Regions from separate parts of the Hordeum vulgare genome. Here regions 1 and 3 are each linked to region 2. A link is a contact called in public Hi-C data. All regions are on one chromosome and are shown on one strand. The core of a region is the stretch at or near the end of the contact, and the rest is flanking DNA. Distances in the headings are between cores, read along the strand shown. Region 1 holds the start of LOC123439471. Region 2 holds the start of LOC123442875 (DEAD-box ATP-dependent RNA helicase 20). Region 3 holds the start of LOC123442873 (probable E3 ubiquitin-protein ligase HIP1).

Region 1 (3,448 bases), core at 159-2,658, 810 kb after region 2:
GATGTTGGAACTGCGGCTTTCCAGGAGCGAGGATGACGAGCGGCGACGAGCCGACGAGGTCATCTGCGTTGGGGGTGGTCGGGGAGGGGTGGGTTTTCTCTTGCGCATGATGTTCGTGCGGCTTTGGTTCGTCGGCGGATGAGAAAACGGAGAAAGAGATGGAGGAGGGAGGAACAAGACGACTCCGGGACAAATCTGACAACCTCCTAGAGCTGTATCGGGTGGCTGGCGTTGGACCGGACTTAAGTTTTCGGTCGGCAGTCCGACGCCTATCACTGTCCACAATTATATTATTGAAACTGTATTTGAATGAAGTTTTTAATGATATAATTTTTGCTTTCATTGCAGTTAACCATGGTGATTAAATTTATGATCAAACTTAAATCTCAAGAAACGCGGACATACTATTATGGAATGAAGGGAATATAGTGTTAAGCAAACAGAGGAGTGTGGTGTTGCCTCTGGCTAGTGGGGTTCCTGAAACAGAGCACGCGCTTGTTTCTTGGGCAGCTGTGCGTGTGGACGCTCGAACCAAAGTTCACACGCAGAATGTAAGTTCGACTGATGATGGTGTCTATATTGTTCCTATGTTCATAAGTCAAAAGGGAAAACTGTTCCATTTCCTGACTTCCATATCACGTATTCTGAATTTCTGATCATAAGCAGTCGAGAAATGGCGTCGATCGGAAAATAACCAGCTTTGACCTGAACAGCGGTTCCGCAACCGCTGTGTTGCTTGACACGGCAAATAGACGGAACAGTGTGAATGGAGTTGCTGGTTTGATGTGGAAGCGTGGTTGCAAGAGGCCAAAGCCCGACACTGCTGCGGATAACTTCATCATCACTTAACCAACAGTAGGCGTCGTCTCCGTCCGTGGCTGCCTCTCGCGCTCACAGGCACTGCACGGAGGATTATGTGTGCTGTGGCCAACTGAAAGTGCTGAAACATTCTGGCACCTGCTTACTGAAATAACTGAAACTCCCCGAATTTTCGTTGAAATTTCATTGAAAGCGAGATACGAATCGTTGGGATTTCCTCTCGCGATCATAGCCGCTACATACACGGAGGATTGCATTCCGAAATTTCATTGAGATTCCCATCGTATGCCATACGACGCACACAGGCTAGCTGCTGTGCATAGATAGTACTCCTATTTCCTCTCGCGATCATAGCCATTACATACACGGAGTACACTACAGTGCAATCAATAGTTTGGCATGGCATGGCATGGCATGGTTCTTTCCAATTACATACTCCTATATCCGACTCATGACACACTCATACACGCCACCTCACCCATGCCAATCCGAGACCGAGATTTCCCCTATATTATTATCCCCGTAGTGGGGTAGGGCACACCACATGTGATATGTGAGAAAATAGATGCGTATGTAGGGCGGTCATCTCTCACAGACAGTCCTATATCCATCCTACAGTATATAACAAGAGAATGAGATGACAAGACGCCGCCGCACTAATTATTGTAAGCCTCCTCCTATCCCCGTCTTCTGGTTCATCGTCAGAAAATCACATTCTTCATTGTTCTTGCAGAAGCTGTAAGATGCTTGGCTGGACGGCAGCGGCATGCAAATCTCTGCAACAAGGAAATGAGCTGATGCCGCACGGTGACTGTGACCCTACGGTGTGCAGAGGTCCGGCTATGGCGCCCCGGCAGGCCACCTCGGCGCCTCCGGCTGGGCCGCCGGAGGTGTCGACCACGTCCTCGTCCACGGGGTCGGGGAGGAGCGCGACGGAGGCGAGGGCCCTGAGGATCCACAGCGAGGCCGAGCGCCGGCGCCGGGAGAGGATCAACGCTCACCTGGCCGCGCTCAGGAGGATGATCCCTGATACCAAGCAGGTTTGCGCCAATATCTTAGCCATTTCAGTGTTACGAAGCATTAACCAAACAAAGCTCGGCTGCACATAATTATTGTCGATAGCTAATCGATCAGCTTTTCTGGCAGAAAGAAACTAGCTTTGCATTAATAAGAAGTTCAAGCAATTCCGATCCACCTTTATTTATGTCAGCATCAGGCACGAGCTTTATGAAGAAGAACATTGAAAGCTCGCACAAGTGTTCACATTTCATCAGACTTTTTCACCCTGCAATTCTATCTATCTATGATAAGACAAATAAAGTAGGGCACTGCGGTACGCTGCTATTATGCGACTTGTCAGGAAAATGTCTCTTCTCTTCTGCATTGCAGATGGACAAGGCCGCCTTGCTAGCCAGGGTGGTGGACCAAGTGAGACACCTGAAGAGGAGAGCCAGCGAGGCCGCGCAGCAAACGCCGGGTCTCCCGCCGGAGGCCGACATGGTCTCCGTCGAATTCTGCTGCACCGGGGACACCGACGACGACGATAGACGCCTCTACATTAAGGCGTCTGTCAGCTGCAACGACCGGCCGGACCTCGTGGCCGGGCTCATCCAGGCCCTCCATGGCCTGAGGCTGAGGACGGTGAGAGCGGACGTGACATCCCTAGGAGGACGGGTGCAGCATGTCTTCACGCTCTGCAAGGAGGAGGACGGGGAAGGCAGCGCAGCAGCAGGCCGTGCTGGACTGCATTCTCTCAAGGAGGCTGTGAGGCAGGCTCTGGCCAAGGTTGCTTCTCCAGAGCTGGTCTATGATAGCAGCAGCAGCAGCAGCAATCAGTTTCAGTTACAGACCAAGAGGCAGAGGGTTCTGGAGTCGCATTACTCAATCATGTCCATATAGTAGATGATTACCACCAGAATATATCATCTTGAGGTGTGAAGTGAACTGCTGTTAGTGCTGTAAGATAAGATAGATAGATGGCAACAATGGCTGCCGACATTCAGATTGCAGAGATCCTAGCTGTAGCTGATGACGCCGGCAGGGTAACATGATTAGTTTGACGAGTCAACAGTGGTGTCGATTGGCTGGTACTCTATGAGGCTGGTCACAATGGGGAGGAACTTAGCAGTAACATTACACACTCCAATACAACTTTGCTTATGTGGCACGTATTTAGTGAAGAGAGAGGTGCTTGTGGTAACTAGCTAAGTTACCGGAACATCACACACTCCAAGAAACAATGAGTCTATAGCCTAATAAATGCATTGTTGCATGACACTACATACATGTTACTCCCCATTGTGGAGGTAGGAACATAGTCTAGGAAAGCGTGTAGGTTCCTACCTTATGTTACTCTCCATTGTGACCAGCCTGAGACACATACTCATCGGTGGCCCTCATATTATGACATGCATGAGAGGCGCATAGAAGTACTTTGTCTTTTTTTTTTACTCTTGTTATTAGGTCTACCAAGTTTTCCTGCTCGCCGGCCCCAGCAGCACGCAAGCGCGAGAGTTCAGACATCTCGGCGTTAGTATCCCCTCCGTTCTAATTCTTGTGGTGGTTTAAGTTTCAAAAATGAAAAAAAGAAAAGAACTTCAGAGTTTTCAAGGTTTTTACACACACGTAA
Region 2 (3,255 bases), core at 556-3,055:
TCACGCCCCTTCAGTGCCATTGGCCAACCTTGTGACTGGATAGGGGTAGGTTCTGTAAAGCCAGCTTTTGTGATTTCTTGCAGCACGTATTCTGCAAAAAAGAAATGAAGGACCTTAGGTAAGTAAGTGGAAACAAAGGCTGTGAGATGATAAAGCTAAGGAAGCATAAAAAAAAGGGCAGCACGGTGCACGTAGCTGCCGCTTGCGCAGGGTCCAGGGAAGGGCCCAACCACTTTGGGTCTTTTGAACGCAGCCTTTCCCTACATTTCTGTAAGAGGCTGTTTCCAGGATTCGAACCCAGATCACAAGGCAACAGCTGTACCGCTGCGCCAAGTAAACAAAATTATAATCATGTATCTATGAATAGCATCATTTTTCTTAAACAAACAGCACAGTTTTTATACAAAAAGAATATAAATTTAAGAACAAAGGTGGAGAAAAGCAAAGGCAGACATCAGAGGGTATCATAATATGGTGCTATCCTCCAGAAGCATGAGCCTTCTGATTATAATGTGATGCAATGTGAGGTCTAGAAAACTCCTAGTTGGTAAAAAAGTACTCCTCCGTCCCATAATATAAGAGCGTTAGTGTCAAAAACACTCTTATATTATGGGACAGAGGGAGTAATATATATACTTTTACCATTTTGTTTTCAGTTCATCGAACACATATCAAGTATCTTGAAAGCAATGAAAATACAGTACTAATCTTCTAGCAATAAGTGCAGTGATTGGCACGAGAAAGAGCAGGAGAACCAGTGCTATTAGGCCCTAATATCCTAGTGTTGATTACTCACATATGTAGGCAATGGAGAGCTAACTACCTAAAATTGCGATTCAATGAGAATCACTGCTTCACAGGGCAAGCCGTTTCCCAATCAGCTAACAGGATCAACTCAGGCACTCAGCCCAGTGACATGAGAGTATTTGCTTCAATTACATATACGTGCATCAAAAGTATGCTTTTTGAGCGTGGTATGATAGAAACAGAGCATCATGTGATACAAGGAGACCCGTAGCTAAATGAAGACATTCCTGTTATTCGATTTTAAGTAATTCAACAGAGATGCTAAAAAAGCATACAAATTTATCCTATTCCCTGCTGATTCTATCAAATTTGTGCGTCTGAAACTGAAAGCCTGCAACACAACAGTAGCGGATGGGGATAAAAGGGGCTACGAAGAACACCACGGCCTAACCTGGGAAGCCGACGTCGCGGAAGCCGCGCACCGGCTTGGGCACGTCGTTGCCCTCGACGGTGATCTCCCGGCGGCGGCGGTACGCCTCGACCTCCTCCGCCGTCATGCCGGCCACCGCGGGAACCTCCACGTAGAAGTTCTTCTCGAATCGCGGCAGCCCGTCCAGCTCTGCCGCGGCCGCCGCGGCGGCAGCATCCGGTCTCCCCGACGGCGCGAACGCCCTCGTCCCGCCACCGAAGGCCCCCTCACTGCGAACGCAGGCAGAAATAAGTAACCAACCGGACCAGGCAGAAATAAGTAACCAACCAGGATTGTTATGGGTACTGTTAGGGTTTGGAGCGGGGCGGGTTACCTGCGGCGGTCGCGGTAGGAGCTGGGGTCCGCCGCACGGCCGTCGAAGCGGCTCATGGCGGCCGTCGCCGGCGGCAGCTAGGGTTTAGCGGCGGGCGGTGGGGGGCTCGGCTCCGGCGAGGGTGCGCCGAGGCGGTGGAGGGCTCGATTCGGCGAGCCGAAAGAGGAATTCTTCTAGAAGAAGCAAGCAAAGCTAATGGCGGCGCCGCGGCGGAGGCGATTCGAATTGGAAGCGAAGCACAGGCGGCGAGTTCAACAGGCATTCGGGTAGACTGCTCGAGCTATTGCCCTCGTAGGCGCATTTCACCGTAATGCACAACCCCACATACAAAGCGTATCCCATGTCTAACAAAAGCGTAAACTGGCAATGACTGCACTGACAGGTGGGCCCGCGCGGGCCACGAGCAGAGGAAAAGGGTGGGAATATCCACGGCGGGAGGCGGTTTATCCATTTGCGTCCTCGACGGCGCGAGAGTTTTTGCCTGCGGCGACGATGGCCACCGTGGCGGCGACCATGGCGACGCCGACGCGGCACCGCCAGTTCCGCGTGCGCGCCGCCTGGGACATGAACCCGGGCGCCGCCACCGTCGCCGTGCCCAAGCCTTCAAAGGCGAAGCCCAAGCCCGCACTGGGGCAGTCGCCGGCGACGGCGACCACCCCGGCGCGCGCGCCCCCTCCCACGCACGCCGACCTCTTCGCGCGCAGCAGCGAGGGCCAAGGTATCTATCTATCTATCCTCCCTCAGCTCTGCCATCCCGGCCATTTGCTCCACGTTCTGCCCCCCTGAAGCTCTGGCAGCATGCTGTCAGTGAACAACTGGAAGTTGGTAGTACAAGGCAATTGCATATAGATTTTGACTTTAAAAGCAAGTGCGATAGAACGGTTGTGTCGTCGAGAACTTGATGACAACTAGTTACATGTCGCCGTGACCTGCTCTGGTGTCAGGGTCGTGTGGTTAGTGCACTATTTAGTCAGAGAGTAATTCTGTCAACTGATTGTTGGTTGGTTCGTATTAGCAAAGAAGAGCACAAGCACGTACATGGGGTTTGAGAAGTGGTGGTTGCCGCCCGCGCCAGAGGTGAAGAAGCCCCGTTCACTCTACAACGCGGCATCGCTGGCATACTTGGGGGACTGCATATATGAAGTGAGAACTGGTCAATTTTATTCGTTGGTTTTTATGCACTTTACAGTTGCTGTTATGTAGTTATCTTACATGTAGCTCAGCCTAGCTGTCACTGTTGACCTTCACTTGTTCTGGATTTACTGTATGATGTTTGTGACGATGTCGAGACAATGTGTACTAGTTTTCCACTTCAAGCTTGTTTGTTGTGAGATGATCTGATTCTTGCTCTTTGTAATACAGCTTTATGCTCGGAGACACTTCTTCTTTCCTCCACTGAGCATCAATGAATACAATAAGCGCGTGATGGATGTTGTGAAATGTGAATCACAGGTCTGGATATGGCTCTTCTTTATCCTCTGATCAAACAGCTTACATAGACTAGATGCTTCAGTATGGTATATTCATTGATTGTGATGTAGAATTTATCTTATTATCTATGTTTATCCATTGTATCATAGCCTACATATTGACATTTTTCGCGTATTTCAATTGGTACTGTCTCCTAATGTTGTTTCAGTTACCGTTATTTTAATGGTTGTAGTTCAATCCTTGAAGAGCACTCGTTTTGTTTGCCTTTTCATTC
Region 3 (3,585 bases), core at 667-3,166, 590 kb after region 2:
TACTACGCCCAGCATATCTCCAGACGAGCATTCATCCAGTAAGGAAAAAGTCACCCTTCATCAATCAACAAAGTACTCCTACTCTTGATCAATGTAGTGCTGACACAGTTCGGCGCGGCATCTGCATTTATCATCGACCGGCAGCCCGGCGCAAGGTATAGGCTCGTCATCAATACGAGCGCTACTGGCACCTGGCTACCCGCTACTAGCAATTTCCCTGTGATTTCTTTTACTAGTGCCTGGCGTGGTGGTATGGTATGGCGTGCTGCAGCTGCGTTGCTTTGGGTCCTCAGGCGTCACGGGCTACCTATCCATCCATTGGCTCCTTCGCCCCTAGCCGTAGGCCCGCGTGCTGCGCGGTGGTGCCGCCGTTGGAACGTGACCCACACCACACATCTCATGCTCTCTGCCCCGTGGCGCTCGCCGGGTCGCAGCTGCAGCGCCCTGGCACACGTTCGTTTTTCTCGCACGGAACGGGTTACGGAGGAACCGATGGTGGGCTCCAGCCCAGCCCCACACCAGACCGACACGTACGTGGTGCGCAAGACTAATTGCAAAGCTGGTGGCGAGCTTTTCCGTAGGCCCCACAGGTCAGCCAAGCCCACGTGGACGACGTACCCCCGGCGTGTCCGCCCTCCGTCAGCGCGATCGCGAGCCGGGCACAGAGAAAAGACGGCCACGTCCGTCGCAGCTGACTCCCACCGAGCCGTGGGCCCGGGATGGGCCAACAACGCTCATGGGCCATGGTCTGATCTCCGATGGACAGTGACGCAGACCTTTTCGTGCGCCTCCCTCCCCCCACGCTACGAGAGTCAACGTCAAACCCCCCGTAAACAGAGACGGGATAGGTAACAATCCAAGACGAAATCCACACACCGAATTCCGCAAGATCTCGGGAGCGAAGGAGCAACCGGGATCGCAATCATCCGGCGTTAACTTATCGCCCATGCACGCGTCGCTGGATTAGTCGAGATATACACACCGCAGCAGACGCGCACACGCATATTTATACACTACTACTTCCTCCGTTCCTAAACATAAGTCTTTTTAGAGGTTCTACTCAAGGATTACATACGGATGTATATAGACGTATTCTAAAGTGTAGATTCATTCATTTTGATTTGTATGTAGTCATCTGTTAATAAAATCTCTTAAAAAACTTATACTTAAGAACGGAGGGAGTATTAAATAAATAATAATCGTAATTAAGAGCCAGATATACACGGGCTTTTATACGCCAGAGAAGAGAAGAATTGTTTAGCATATCCCGGGTGACAGGCACTGGAAAGGGAAAGAAATAAACCCGCTGTGCTGATTTTTTTTTTTTTTGAGCAACGTGAACCCGCTGCGCTAAGAAAAGGCGCAAGCTAATAGGTAGGCCGATCTTACCCGGCTCTGCCCTGTCATGCCCAGAATGCAGTTGGCGTTTGTGTGTGCGGCACCCAGGGCCAAAGGTGAGCCTTTCAAGCAAAGGCGAAAGGCGTCCGTCCTCTCCGAAGGGGAGAAAAAAAAAGGCGACCAACCAAACCACGCCGTGAGTCAAACCCTCCCTTACACGCGGGCCCCCTCGTATCTTCCCGTGTATCCATACGATCCGTATACGAACCGCGTCCCTCCGGCTGTACGGCGACACGTGGCCCCCCCCCCCCCCGCTTGCCCAGACGCCCTCGTGGCGCATCCGGCGCCGCGCCGTCCCCTCGCTGGCAGGCGGGGCCGGGGTTTGGATTTTGAAAACCGACCAAGGGGAGACGCTTATTTTTGGCAGTAAAGTGGCGAGGCGCGGGGCCCCGCACCACCCACGCAGGCCTCCCCTACTCCTACTCCTTCTCCTTCTCCTTCTCCGCCCACCCCTCCAAACGCTCTCGCCCTCTCCCGTTATAAATACCTCCCCGCTTCGTCGCCCCCAGCCCCCACCGTCTCCCTCCCTCCCCACCCACGCGGACAAATTTGTTTCTTCCCTGCGTACAACCCAGCAGCAGAGCCCACGAAGCAGCAGCGCCGCCTCCTACCCCGTCGCCGATCTGGACGGATCGCGCTCCGGATCGGCCGCCGCGCTCGCGCAGGTACCGGCCCCCCTCCCGATTCGCTCGATTCCGCCGCGTCCCCTCCGGCTTTACGTTGCGGTTCCCCTCCCCTCCCCTCCCCGGCGGGCGGCGGCGCCGTGGGTGGGTGGGTGGGCTGATCCGCCGTGCCAGCGAGCGGCGGGGCGGGACACGTGTTTGCGCCGTTTAGCTAGCTGGCCGCCCGTCCGCCTGGATAGGATTAGCCTGCCTGCCTGGTGATGGAGCGGGGTCCGTCACGTGCGTGCTTGATTGGCCCCCCACCCGTCTCAAAAAGGAAACGTGTAGATTTTTCCTGATTTCTTTGGTTGATTCCCACCAGTTGCTGTTTCTCTCCAATTATAGGAGGAGTACCATCTTGCTCGCATCTTAGGCGCCGTGTGGCAGGGGGGAAGCTGCTCTCCGCGGCCATTTCGTATCGCTTTGGGTACCGCATCGTACGAATTTCAAACTTTGCTGGCCTATCTGCTGGCGGACAGGCATCCCGTAGTTTTTATCACCTGCCATATCTGGTCCCGGGTTCAAAATTCTGGAATCACCGTTTCTTGTAGAATCCCTGGCACCAAGAAGCATTCTTGTTGGTGGATTGGTCCGTCGATATGCTCTCCTTGGTGCGGGACGGGAGGCTTTTTTGTATTGTTTAGTTCTTTCCTGGATAAGATCAATTTGATGATAGAGCAGAGTGGGTCATGTGCATGATAGATTGCTCCCTGTCTGACAAAAGAAACAGGTGCTTTGCAATCTGATGGGTTTGTTTAATGACCCTCGCTGCTCTGCTGTCAGCAACCATTTTGTTTGCTTTTGGTTAACTGATCAAACATAACTTGTAAGTTAACATGTTTTACCTCATGCATCAATTGACTTATAACCATGCCCTGTTTTTGTCAGCTGTTATATCTGGGGGAGCCTAAAATTCTAGAACAGGAATTTGTTATTAGAAGCCCATATACTCCATTTAGGAGGGCAATGCTCCCCCCTTTTGCCACATTTCTTCAGATTTGCTACATATCTCACTTTCAGGTGCTTATTGTCTAATAATATAGCACAAAGTCCGTTTCTTTTGCTAAAGTAATGAGTGGATTTACTAATGAATCTACTTTCCTAGTTTTATAGGAGTATATGAAGTCATTCTCATGTTTGGATACCTGAGTTGCAGCGGTAGCTCGGTCCATACTCCGTGTTGAACTTCATGCTAACACATTGTTTCAAGGAGACGTAACATTGCTATCTGATGCTACACTACTGATGTTCATTCAAATTGTGTTTCCAGGTTAAGGGCAACCAGGCAGGACTGTTTCTTGGCTAGGCATCATCTGAACCATCTGCAAGTGCCAGAGATGGATCATACTCAACCCAGGGATGGGCATGGCAATGAACCTGTGCCTTTAGGTAGCTCTACTTCACCTGTGCTCTGTTCTGCTGTTTATCTTAGTTTGATAAAATAGTAACACTCTTTCGTTTCAATCTCAGGGATGTTTTTTGAGCATTCGGTAAGTGATGCACCCCTTAGAATTGGTCCTCCAGG

The links. Hi-C and Micro-C count contacts between places; a contact is called where the count stands out from the background.
Region 1: a contact with region 2 is called in a Hi-C map of leaf, with 5 times the contacts expected there. The contact joins the promoter of LOC123439471 here to the promoter of LOC123442875 in region 2. A contact is called at or near these places in 2 of 6 Hi-C or Micro-C datasets (leaf and seedling).
Region 3: a Hi-C map of seedling shows a contact between it and region 2, with 3 times the contacts expected there. The contact joins the promoter of LOC123442873 here to the promoter of LOC123442875 in region 2. A contact is called at or near these places in 3 of 6 Hi-C or Micro-C datasets (leaf and seedling).

Annotation. Positions count from the first base shown.
Region 1 is chr3H:39,930,930-39,934,377 of MorexV3_pseudomolecules_assembly, reverse strand. LOC123439471 reads left to right here and starts at 1,408. Exons shown (of 3, transcript XM_045116182.1): 1 at 1,408-1,484; 2 at 1,553-1,859; 3 at 1,966-2,986. The coding sequence starts at 1,563. The coding sequence ends at 2,718.
Region 2 is chr3H:40,745,973-40,749,227 of MorexV3_pseudomolecules_assembly, reverse strand. LOC123442875 (DEAD-box ATP-dependent RNA helicase 20) reads right to left here and starts at 1,805. Exons shown (of 10, transcript XM_045119047.1): 1 at 1,551-1,805; 2 at 1,199-1,446; 3 at 1-91. The coding sequence starts at 1,606. It overlaps LOC123442874 (mini-ribonuclease 3-like), which reads left to right and starts at 1,996. Exons shown (of 7, transcript XM_045119046.1): 1 at 1,996-2,268; 2 at 2,566-2,693; 3 at 2,913-3,002. The coding sequence starts at 2,043.
Region 3 is chr3H:40,159,877-40,163,461 of MorexV3_pseudomolecules_assembly, reverse strand. LOC123442873 (probable E3 ubiquitin-protein ligase HIP1) reads left to right here and starts at 1,916. Exons shown (of 7, transcript XM_045119042.1): 1 at 1,916-2,063; 2 at 3,331-3,449; 3 at 3,531-3,585. The coding sequence starts at 3,398.